Regions from separate parts of the Sus scrofa genome. Here regions 1 and 3 are each linked to region 2. The links are chromatin contacts, called in public HiChIP or PLAC-seq maps. All regions are on one chromosome and are shown on one strand. The core of a region is the stretch at or near the end of the contact, and the rest is flanking DNA. Distances in the headings are between cores, read along the strand shown.

Region 1 (3,111 bases), core at 93-2,592, 220 kb before region 2:
TTTTTTTTTTTTGTCTTTTTATCTTTGCTAGGGCCGCTCCTGCGACATATAGAGGTTCCCAGGCTAGGGGTCCAATTGGAGCTACAGCTGCCAGCCTACATCAAGGCCAGGGATCCAACCCACAGTCTCATAGTTCCTAGTTGGATTCATTAACCACTGAACAATGACGGGAACTCCAAGAATTCTTTTCAATGTCTCCTTTAAGCAGGAATAATTGCTTCCATCTTCTGCACTTCTTTGCGATGAAAAGAGTTAATGTAGGAAATTAGCTAATCTGATTAACTAATTTAATTAATTAACCTAATTAACTAGACCGGGCGCCTGTTCTCCAGTGCCAAAGCACTCTCCTGCCCACCTGCCTCTAACTATGCCCCATTTAAACACTTTAAACGACTTGTCACCTCTTTATAGAGAAGTTCCATGATTCTTTGTTGTTGCTATGTTTGTAGCATGTGGAAATTCCCAGGCCAGGGATTGAACCAGAGCCACAGCAGCGATCCCAGCCACTGCAGTGACAATGCCAGATCCTTAACCTGCTGCATCACAGAACTCTGAAGTCCCATAATTCTTGAAGGATCTGCCTCTTAGATCTTATTTCTAACAGGTCTTATTTCTAACAGATCTTATTTTTACTTTAAGATTTTCCTAGATTGCCCCAAGCTAAATATTACCTGTTATTTTCTACTATTTTATTTCTGCTGCTATTTCTATCACTCTAGCCTGGACTGTGCTACAGTTTTTTTGTTTTGTGTGTGCATATTCCCACCAGACTGTGAATCTCTAGCGATAAGGACATAGCTTCATTTATCTGATTTTGGCATGACGCATTCTTTTACACACCTTACGCACCTAAGAGATGTTATTTGAGATTCATTGCATGGAGTTAGGCAGGTCTTTCCACCATCCACTTCCCACCCCTCCTCTCACATACCAGAGGGTCATTTGTGTGAATTTCTAAAACAAAACAAAAGAAAAAAACCTATAAAGTGAGGCGTTCCACTGTGGCTCAGCAGAAACGAATCTGCCTAGTCTTCACGAGGACGCAGGTTCAATCCCTGGCCTCGTTGAGTGGGTTAAGGATCCTGCATTGCTGTGGCTGTGGCACAGGCTGGTGATACAGCATCGACCCCTAGCCTGGGAACTTCCACGTGCTGCGGCTGTGGCCCTAAAAAGACCAAAAAAAAAGAAAAAAAGAAAAAGAAATCTGTTAAGTGAGAAGCTTATGTACACGAATGCTCCCTCTCTGACAACACTCCGTGTCCTGCAGAAAACCTCTGAAAACTATGCTCTCTGACTTCTGCTTTTTTTTTTTTTTTTTAACTTGCCTTATCTAAGACATTTAGAAATGACTCAACTTTGAAACTCTTCCTGTGGAGTCAGATTGTTGTCAAAAGTGTTGGGTTTAAGTTATCGTCAAAAATGAAGAAAGAGGGAAAGAGGAAGAGCTGAGCAAATTTCCTAAACAGACTTTAGGACTTGAGTGTGGTTAAGTGTGGGCACAAGGCAAGACGTGTGGGGACCTCCAGATCGGGTGCGGAAGGCTTCAGCTACAATCTCAGGTTTGGGGTAAGAAAATGGAGATCTGTCTGATGACTCGTGCCTAGCTTGTTTTTCTTATTATAGACAAAAGAGATAGATATTACAACAATAATAATAATTTTTTATTTCACCTTATTCCTTCCCCAGCTTTTATTTCTTCTGTTTTATCCATGCCTACCTTTTCCTTTTTTCTAAATATTCCACATTCTATTTAAATTTGCTCTTGATATATTCATCCTGGAATGAATATTACATTTTCGTGTCATTTCCCTCTCTTAAATTGACTGTTCCTCCTTCTGTCCCTTGGTTCCAGCTTTCCCTAATAGTTTTGTTTTTCAAATCATCAATTGCCTGTTTTTTCTTACTATATATATATTTTCTCATTCCATTTCCTCTTTTTCTCTTTTCTTTTTCTTTTTTGCTCGTTCCTTATTACTACTGATTCTGTCATCCTATCATTAGTATTTGACTCTGGAATCTTCTTTTCTCCATTATAGTTGAATTTTAGTTTCAGGATTTCATTTATCTTTTTAATTACTGTCAGCTAACTCAGTATTCAAAACTTAAAAAAAAAAAGGTAAAATACCTTTTAGCTAAAACATTTGGAGAAATATAGAAAGTTATCTTATTCTAAAAGGTTAGACTCAGATTCATATATACTTTCAGAGTTCCCATTGTGGCTCAGTGGCAACAAACCCGACTAGCATCCATGGAGTATGCAGGTTTGATCCCTGGCCTTGCTCAGTGGGTTGGAGATCCAGCATTGCCTTGAGCTGTGGGGTAGGTTGCAGATGTGACTTGGATCCCACATTGCTGTGGCTGTGGTACAGACTGGCAGCTGTAGCTCCAATTCAAACCCTAGCCTGGGAACATCCATATGTCCCAGGTTCAGCCTAAAAAAATCGGTATGATACACACACACACACACACGCACACACACATATATACTTATATGCATATATATACATAATGCTTTCATTACAAGACAGATACTATGTGTTATTTAAAATATAATTCACTGTATCTTTCTTTTTCTTAGCAATGCCAAAGGCTTTTCAGTTATGTGATTATTTATAGTAAAAAGACTATTGTCCTGACTTCATTGGAACTAGGATTTGAAAACCCTCCTAGTTGTGAATATGTGAAAGTCACCTAAGTTGCTGAATTTCAGTGTCAAAACTGCAAAATAAAAATAAAGTCAAGAAGGGAGTTCCTGTTGTGGCATAGCAGAAACAAAACCGACTAGTATCCATGAGGACTCAGTTTGATCCCTGGCCTCACGCAGTGGGTTAAGACTCTGGTGTTGCTGTGAGCTGTGGTGTAGGCTCAGATCCCTCATGGCTGTGGCTGTGGTGTAGGCCGGCAGCTATAGCTCCAATTCGACCCCTACCCTGGGAATTTCCATATACCATGGGTGGGGCCCTAAAATAAATAAATAAATAAATAAATAAAGACAAGAAGAGATGATTGCTATTGGACATTGTCAATGCTGTGGCTTCGGTCGCTGCTGTGGCAAGAGTTCCAACCCCAGCCTGGGAAATTCCATATACCTGAAGCATGGCCAAAAAAAAA
Region 2 (3,341 bases), core at 811-3,310:
ACCCCTAGCCTGGGAACCTCCATATGCTGCAGGAGGGGCCCAAAGAAATAGCAAAAAGACAAAAAAAAAAAAAAAAAAAAAATGCTTGGGAGTTCCCTTCATGGCTCAGCAGAAACAAATTGACTAGCATCCATGAGGACGCAGGTATGATCCCTGGCCTCGATTAGTGGGTTAAGGATCCAGCATTGCTGTGAGCTGTGATGTAGGCCACAGAGCGGATGCAGCTCAGATCTGCCATTGCCATGGTGTAGGCCAGCATCTGTAGCTCTGATCAGACCCCTAGTCTGGGAACCTCCATGTGCCATGGGTGTGGTCCTAAAAAGCAAATTTAAAAAAAAACAAAATGCTTGAGGAGTTTCCATTGTAGCTCAGCAGTAATGAACCCAACTAGTATCCATGAGGACTCAGGTTCGATCCCTGGCTTCACTCAGTGGGTTAAGGATCTGGGGTTGCCCTGAACTGTGGTGTAGGTCACAGATGTGGCTCACATCCCGCGTTGCTGTGGCAGTTGTGTAAGCTGGCAGCTGCAGTTCGGATTCGACACCTAGCCTAGGAACTTTCATATGCCCTTAAAAGCAAAATAAAATAAAAAAATAAAAAATAAGGTTTGAAGACATGTATCTTGAATCCTGAGGTTTTAAAGTGCGTCCCCCATTTGCCCTTGTCCTCCTGCCCCATTCCAGTCCCCATCCTGCCTCTACCCACTGGATACCAGAAGCAGCACCCCTCCCCCAATAACTTCTACAGATGTCTCCAGACGTGGCTCAGTGGCCCCTGGGGACACACTGCCCCATTTGAGAAGCATTGTTCTAGTGTATCAACATGGCTTTCCCGGTTCCCATTGCAGCCGAATCTCTGTTTGGAATTCTGATTCCCTCAGCAGTCCCCTCAGCTCCCTTTCATCCAGATCAACCAGGTTTTTATTTTATTTATTTATTTATTTATTTATTTTTCTCTTTTGGCTGCCCTGTGGTCCATGGGGTTCCCAGGCCAGGGATCAGATCTGAGCCTCAATTTCGAACTAAGCTGCAGCTGCTGCAACACCAGATTCTTAATGCACTGTGCCGACCGGGAATTGAACCTGCATCCCCGGGCTCCTGAGATGCTGCCAATCCCGTTGCACCACTTTGGGAACTTCCAGATCAACCAGGGTTTCTTTAAAAATTTATACATACATATGTATAAATACATACAAACACACATGTATATACATATATACATTTATATACATACAAATACATATAAACACATGTATTAATTATTATATATATACTTAGGGCCACACTCATGGCATATGGAAGTTCCCAGGCTAAGGGTCAAATCAGAGCTGCAGCTGCCAGTCTATGTCACAGCAACAGCAATGACAGATCTAGATGCATCTGTGATTTACACCACAGCTCACGGCAATGCCGGATCCTTAACCCACTAAGCAAGGCAAGGGATCGAACCCGCAACCTCATGGTTCCTAGTCGGATTCGTTAACCACTGCACCACGACGGGAACTCCAAACATAGGCATTTTGATCAGAGGATGATTTTCTTTTTCGTAGAGCAGATATTTTCATTTTCTTCTGCACAAGTTAGCCCCCATCCCAAGGACGGTTTGCAGCATTGGTGGAGGTAGTGGTGGAAACAGTTCTCCTTTATTAAAGATCATATTTTCACTTGGTCATTTGAGCCTCTCTGAGTCCTTTCCTGCCTGTGGACAGGCTCCCTGGAGAACATCTTTGTGTTTCTCTTGGATAGAAGTGAAAGATGAGCTCTCATCACGTGTTTCAGGCATGAAGAAAGCTTCACTTTCAAGTTCTCTCTGGGTGCCAATCCTGAAACTTTGTAAGAACCCTGCTTCTCCTTAGTAGGCACAGCTGACCCTGGCTTTCATGTGCTTGGGAACTGGGCCCACCAGGATCTACAGTTCCTACCAGGTTAGATGCGTTAGAGTCAGGAACTTTGCCAGTTTCAATCCTGAAGGACCCTGCCTTCCGGTTTTAAGTTCATCCTAGAAGAATAGCGAAGATGAATTTTAGAGTTTACCTTTTAGCCATTGTACACGCTCCAATGGCGCCATCTGCTGCCAGGAAGGGGAACAACACTTTATCCGCCTTTTAGAAAGGAGGGTGGAGGAATTCCAGTCGTGGAGCAGTGGTTAACGAATCCGACTAGGAACCATGAGGTTGCGGGTTGGATCCTGCCCTTGCTCAGTGGGTTAAGGATCCGGCGTTGCCGTGAGCTGTGGTGTAGGTCGCAGACGCCGCTCGGATCCCGCGTTGCTGTGGCTCTGGCGTAGGCTGGCAGCTACAGCTCCGATTCGACCCCTAGCCTGGGAACCTCCATATGCCGTGAGAGCGGCCCAAGAAATGGCAAAAAGACAAAAAAGAAAAAGAAAAAAAAAAAAAAAAAAAAAAAGAACAAGAAGAAAGAAAGGAGGGTGGAGCAAAGTCCGGGGGTGATTGCCTCCTATCTGCTTCCTTCTGGGGCTGTTTAATCAGAATTCTCCTGGATTGAGGACTGAGTAGCGTTTGTGGACCAGTATTTGTTTACATTTTAAGTCTGCACCTGCTGTTAGAGTAATAGTACTCCAACTTTTTCCCCCTTTATAGCAAGGTTTTACTTAGAGTCAATTAAAAATACATATATAACTCTAAAGACATTTTTCCTCAGATATTTTTGGTATGTTGTAATTTCCTAGGAGTTTCTTCATTTTTATTTTTTAAATTTTATTTATATTTATTTATTTTTGTCATTTCTAGGGCCGAGTGGCACATGGAGGTTCCCAAGCTAGGGGTCTAATCGGAGCTGTAGATGCCCGCCTACGCCAGAGCCACAGCAACGCCAGATCCAAGCTGCGTCTGTGACCCACACCTCAGCTCACAGCAACGCAGGATCCTTAACCCACTGAGCAAGGCCAGGAATCGAACCCGAAACCTCATGGTTCCTAATCGGATCCATTAACCACTGAGCCACAACAGGAACTCTGCTACTGTTTAATTCTGTTGAGAAACTATTAGGTTCTCTGAAACAATATCATGACTAAGGCACTCTGTTTCCCTTTTCTCCCTGTGGACAAGGAAGAATGCTGAATGTAATGTTCAAGCATGATTTCTAGAGATAAAGCCACAATAGTTAATGCATTTGCTTTTTTCTCTTCTTCAGAGTTAAAACATTCTCTTTTGATTTAAACTGGTTTATTGTAACTATATAATGTAACTTAAGCCACCTCAAATCTAGTTTGGAAATTAAATATATATATCTATATATATCTATATATATATATCTATATATATATATATACATATATATATTTTTGCCTTTTCTAGGGCTGCTCCCACAGCATATGGAGGT
Region 3 (3,137 bases), core at 110-2,609, 130 kb before region 2:
TCCTTTTGTGGCTCAGTGGGTTACGAACCTGACTAGTATCCATGAGGATTCGGGTTTGATCACTGGCCTCACTCAGTGGGTTAAGATCCGGAGTTGCTGTGAGCTGCAATGTAGATTGCAGACGCGGCTCAGATCCCCGAGTTGCTGTGGCTGTGGCATAGGCCGTCAACTGTAGCTCCAGTTCGACCCCTAACCTGGAACTTCCATATAACACAAATGCAGCCCTAAAAAGCAAAAAAGCAAAAAAGAAAGAATGAAAGAATCTGCTCAGACTTAGGAAACTATTGTTTCTTATTGTTTTCATTAGATTTTTTTTTTTTTTTTTTTTTTTTTTTTGCCACCCCATGGCATATGGAGTTCTCTAGCCAGGGATCAGATCTGAGCCACAGTTGCAACCTGTGCCACAGTTGCTGGATCCTTAGCCCACTGTGTTCGACCGGGGGATTGAACTTGCATCCCAGCGCTGCAGAGATGCAGCTGATCCTGTTGTACCATAGAGGGAATGTCTAGATGTTATCTTATCCAAAGATTGAGAGGTACAAGAATGCAGCTAATGGGTGGACATAGAGAATGGATTTGGAAGAAGCAAAATTTCTGGCTAGAATGTGGGGACAAGTATGACTTCAGGTAGAGGAAAATACTGGAAAAGAGAGTAGGAGAGACAAAAAGAGCATGAAGGTGGTGGTTTATAACCTGGGGAAACAAAAGAAAGGAAAAAGGAGAAAGAAAGAGAAGGAATTGTAGAAAATTTGAGATACAGGTGTTGAGGTGATGGACAGAGGAACAGTCAAGAAACTAAAAGGGTTATGTCTAAGGGAAAGACCTAAGCTTTTGCTTGTCTTTGGACGTTCCTTTCATATGCATCAGAAAACTACAGACAAGGAGTTCCCTGGTGGCCTAGCAGCTTAAGGATCTAGCATGATAACTCCTATGGCTCGAGTTTGATTCCCTGGCCCCATAACTTCTGCATGCTGTGGGCATGGCAAAAAAAAAAAAAAAAAAAAAAAAAAAAAAAAAAAAAAAAAACACAGGCAAGAAAAGGAAGTGGAAAACATTACTGATGTAGGAGTATCCTCTTTATAACCTCTCTTACTGGTTCCTTCTTTGGAAATCAGAATGATTCTGATATATGAAAATAAATAAACACTTCCTAGGAACTGTCTCTTTTCTTAGCAAGGTTCTATCTGCAGCTGTTTTCTGCAGAATCCTGCATGACCCGATTCAACCCCTTACTGTGTCCTTCCCCTCCTGCGTTTCTACATCTATTCCAGATCCCTAGGTTTGCTTATGTCTATTGCCTTAGTGCCTCTGCTCTGTTCCTCTCTCTCACTGTGGGCAGTATGTCTCCATGCATTTCTTTAAGTTGCTTATGGCATCTATCACTTGTGGGGTTCCCCTTTTGACTGTCTCAAGCCTCAAGTATGTGTGTGCCTTTTCCTTTCGCCTTGGTCTTTTACTTTCTCTCTGTGCTCTCTCCATATCTGCTTCCGTCACATTCTTTCCAGTTGTCCCATCCCCATAGCAACCCCTCCCCAGGGAAGGAGAAAGGAAGAGAAAGCCTAGAATTTAGATGAACGAGGAGAAGTTGGATTGGAGTTGGAGGGTGACCTTTTAGATTGAGTCCTGGAGCAGAGTATGGAGACAAACTATGTCGATGGGTGCCGGCCAGGTTACACAAAATCCTAAAGGAATGCATATTGGGGGTCCAGATCCAGCTCCTAGCAAAACTCATTCAGCAAATTTGTTCTGTTTTATGCTAGTCTATCATCTTTTATTCCCTCTTCTGTGATCCAGATTAACTACTCTTTCTTTCTGTTTCTGAGCTTTATGATTTTTATACATATGTGGTTTAGGGTATATTGTACCTTGAAAAGTGATTTCCTTAAAGACCCATGAATATTCACATTGGAACCACAGGGTCTTTCTTTTGATGTATTCTAATTTTTCTCTCGGATTAGTTCTGGACCCCATAATTTAAATGATAATGAAGAACACTTGGAATGACCTTAGAAAAGGACAACAAAAAGTCAATTGGGAAATGATACAGTGCACTCTCATTTAGGACCAGAATGTTAGATAAGAGATTTCATAAGAAAGAACAAAGATTCTATCAACAGTGAGGTTTATTAAGAAAAGTTTACTCAGTAAAAAAAGAAAGAAAGAAAGAAAGTTTAACTCAGTGAGGTAATGGAATTATTCTGCCCCAGACATAACTTTAAAACTAAATAGGTATGCATCTGTCTGTAAAGGGTAGATAGGTATTGGAGTTCCCGTCGTGGCTCAGTGGTTGATGAATCCGACTAGGAACCATGAGGTTGCAGGTTCGATCCCTGGCCTCGCTCAGTGGGTTAAGGATCTGGCGTTGCCGTGAGCTGTGGTGTAGGTTGCAGATGTGGCTCGGATCCCGCATTGCTGTGGCTGTGGTGTAGGCCGGCGGCTACGGCTCCAGTTGGACCCCTAGCCTGGGAACCTCCATATGCCGCAGGAGCAGCCTTAGAAAAGGCAAAAAGACAAAAAAAAAAAAAAAAAGGCTAGATAGGTACTTCTCAGACTTGGACACCCCATTCCCATTGCTTCCCTCAACCATTACCTGGAGAGCTTGTTAAACACAAATTTCTGAATTCCCCCCTTAGAAATTCACCTCTTAGGTCAGGAGAGCTGGAGTGTACGTGGGGATGGGGTGTATTTTAATTTGCGTTTCTATGCTGATGCTACTCAACCATCAATTACAATTTGAGTAACACTAGTCTAAATTATTTTCACAGTCAGGGAATACAATTTATGTATTGTATGTAAATGTGTGGATATTGCTTTGCTCTTTGATTAAAAATATCTTTTGCTTTGGGAATGGAGGATTGTAAGGTTTTGCTTTTCTCTGCCCATTTTCAAGCCGTGATACCCATGACTCCTTTCTTCAGTCTGTAGAGTGACCAACCATCCCAGTTTGCTCAAGACTTTTTTGTGCTAAACTGGGACAGTCCAGGGCAAACTGAACATTTGGGTGATCTCGCCATTCACAAACGGCCAGTGAAATGAGAGGAATATAAAAGGAAAAAATGAATTTGATGAGGAAAATGTGGTTTCGTAGGGTCACACATGCAGCATATGGAAGTTCCTGAGCTAGGTGTCGAATTGGA

The links. HiChIP or PLAC-seq counts read pairs in DNA pulled down with a chosen protein or histone mark.
Region 1: an H3K27ac HiChIP or PLAC-seq map of alveolar macrophages shows a contact between it and region 2, with 5 times the contacts expected there. The contact joins the promoter of C3AR1 here to the enhancer-like site in region 2. A contact is called at or near these places in 5 of 47 Hi-C or Micro-C datasets (epiblast stem cells, fetal liver, omental adipose tissue and 2 more) and 1 of 2 datasets of contacts at active chromatin or transcription factors (alveolar macrophages).
Region 3: a contact with region 2 is called in an H3K27ac HiChIP or PLAC-seq map of alveolar macrophages. The contact joins two enhancer-like sites. A contact is called at or near these places in 1 of 47 Hi-C or Micro-C datasets (omental adipose tissue) and 1 of 2 datasets of contacts at active chromatin or transcription factors (alveolar macrophages).

What each region holds. Positions count from the first base shown.
Region 1 is chr5:63,096,981-63,100,091 of Sscrofa11.1, reverse strand. C3AR1 (C3a anaphylatoxin chemotactic receptor) reads left to right here and starts at 1,342. Exons shown (of 3, transcript XM_021092394.1): 1 at 1,342-1,566.
Region 2 is chr5:62,880,035-62,883,375 of Sscrofa11.1, reverse strand. No RefSeq gene overlaps it. Among named protein-coding and RNA genes, the nearest start is that of DPPA3, 14 kb to the right of the region's middle. Within about 2 kb of position 2,060, at least 18 of the 83 cell types and tissues checked have an H3K27ac peak or open chromatin away from gene starts, as enhancers often do. A contact at or near this core is called in alveolar macrophages, where this site is marked.
Region 3 is chr5:63,009,848-63,012,984 of Sscrofa11.1, reverse strand. The region is part of intron 2 of SLC2A3 (solute carrier family 2, facilitated glucose transporter member 3); the gene reads left to right. Among named protein-coding and RNA genes, the nearest start is that of SLC2A3, 31 kb to the left of the region's middle. Within about 2 kb of position 1,359, at least 16 of the 83 cell types and tissues checked have an H3K27ac peak or open chromatin away from gene starts, as enhancers often do. A contact at or near this core is called in alveolar macrophages, where this site is marked.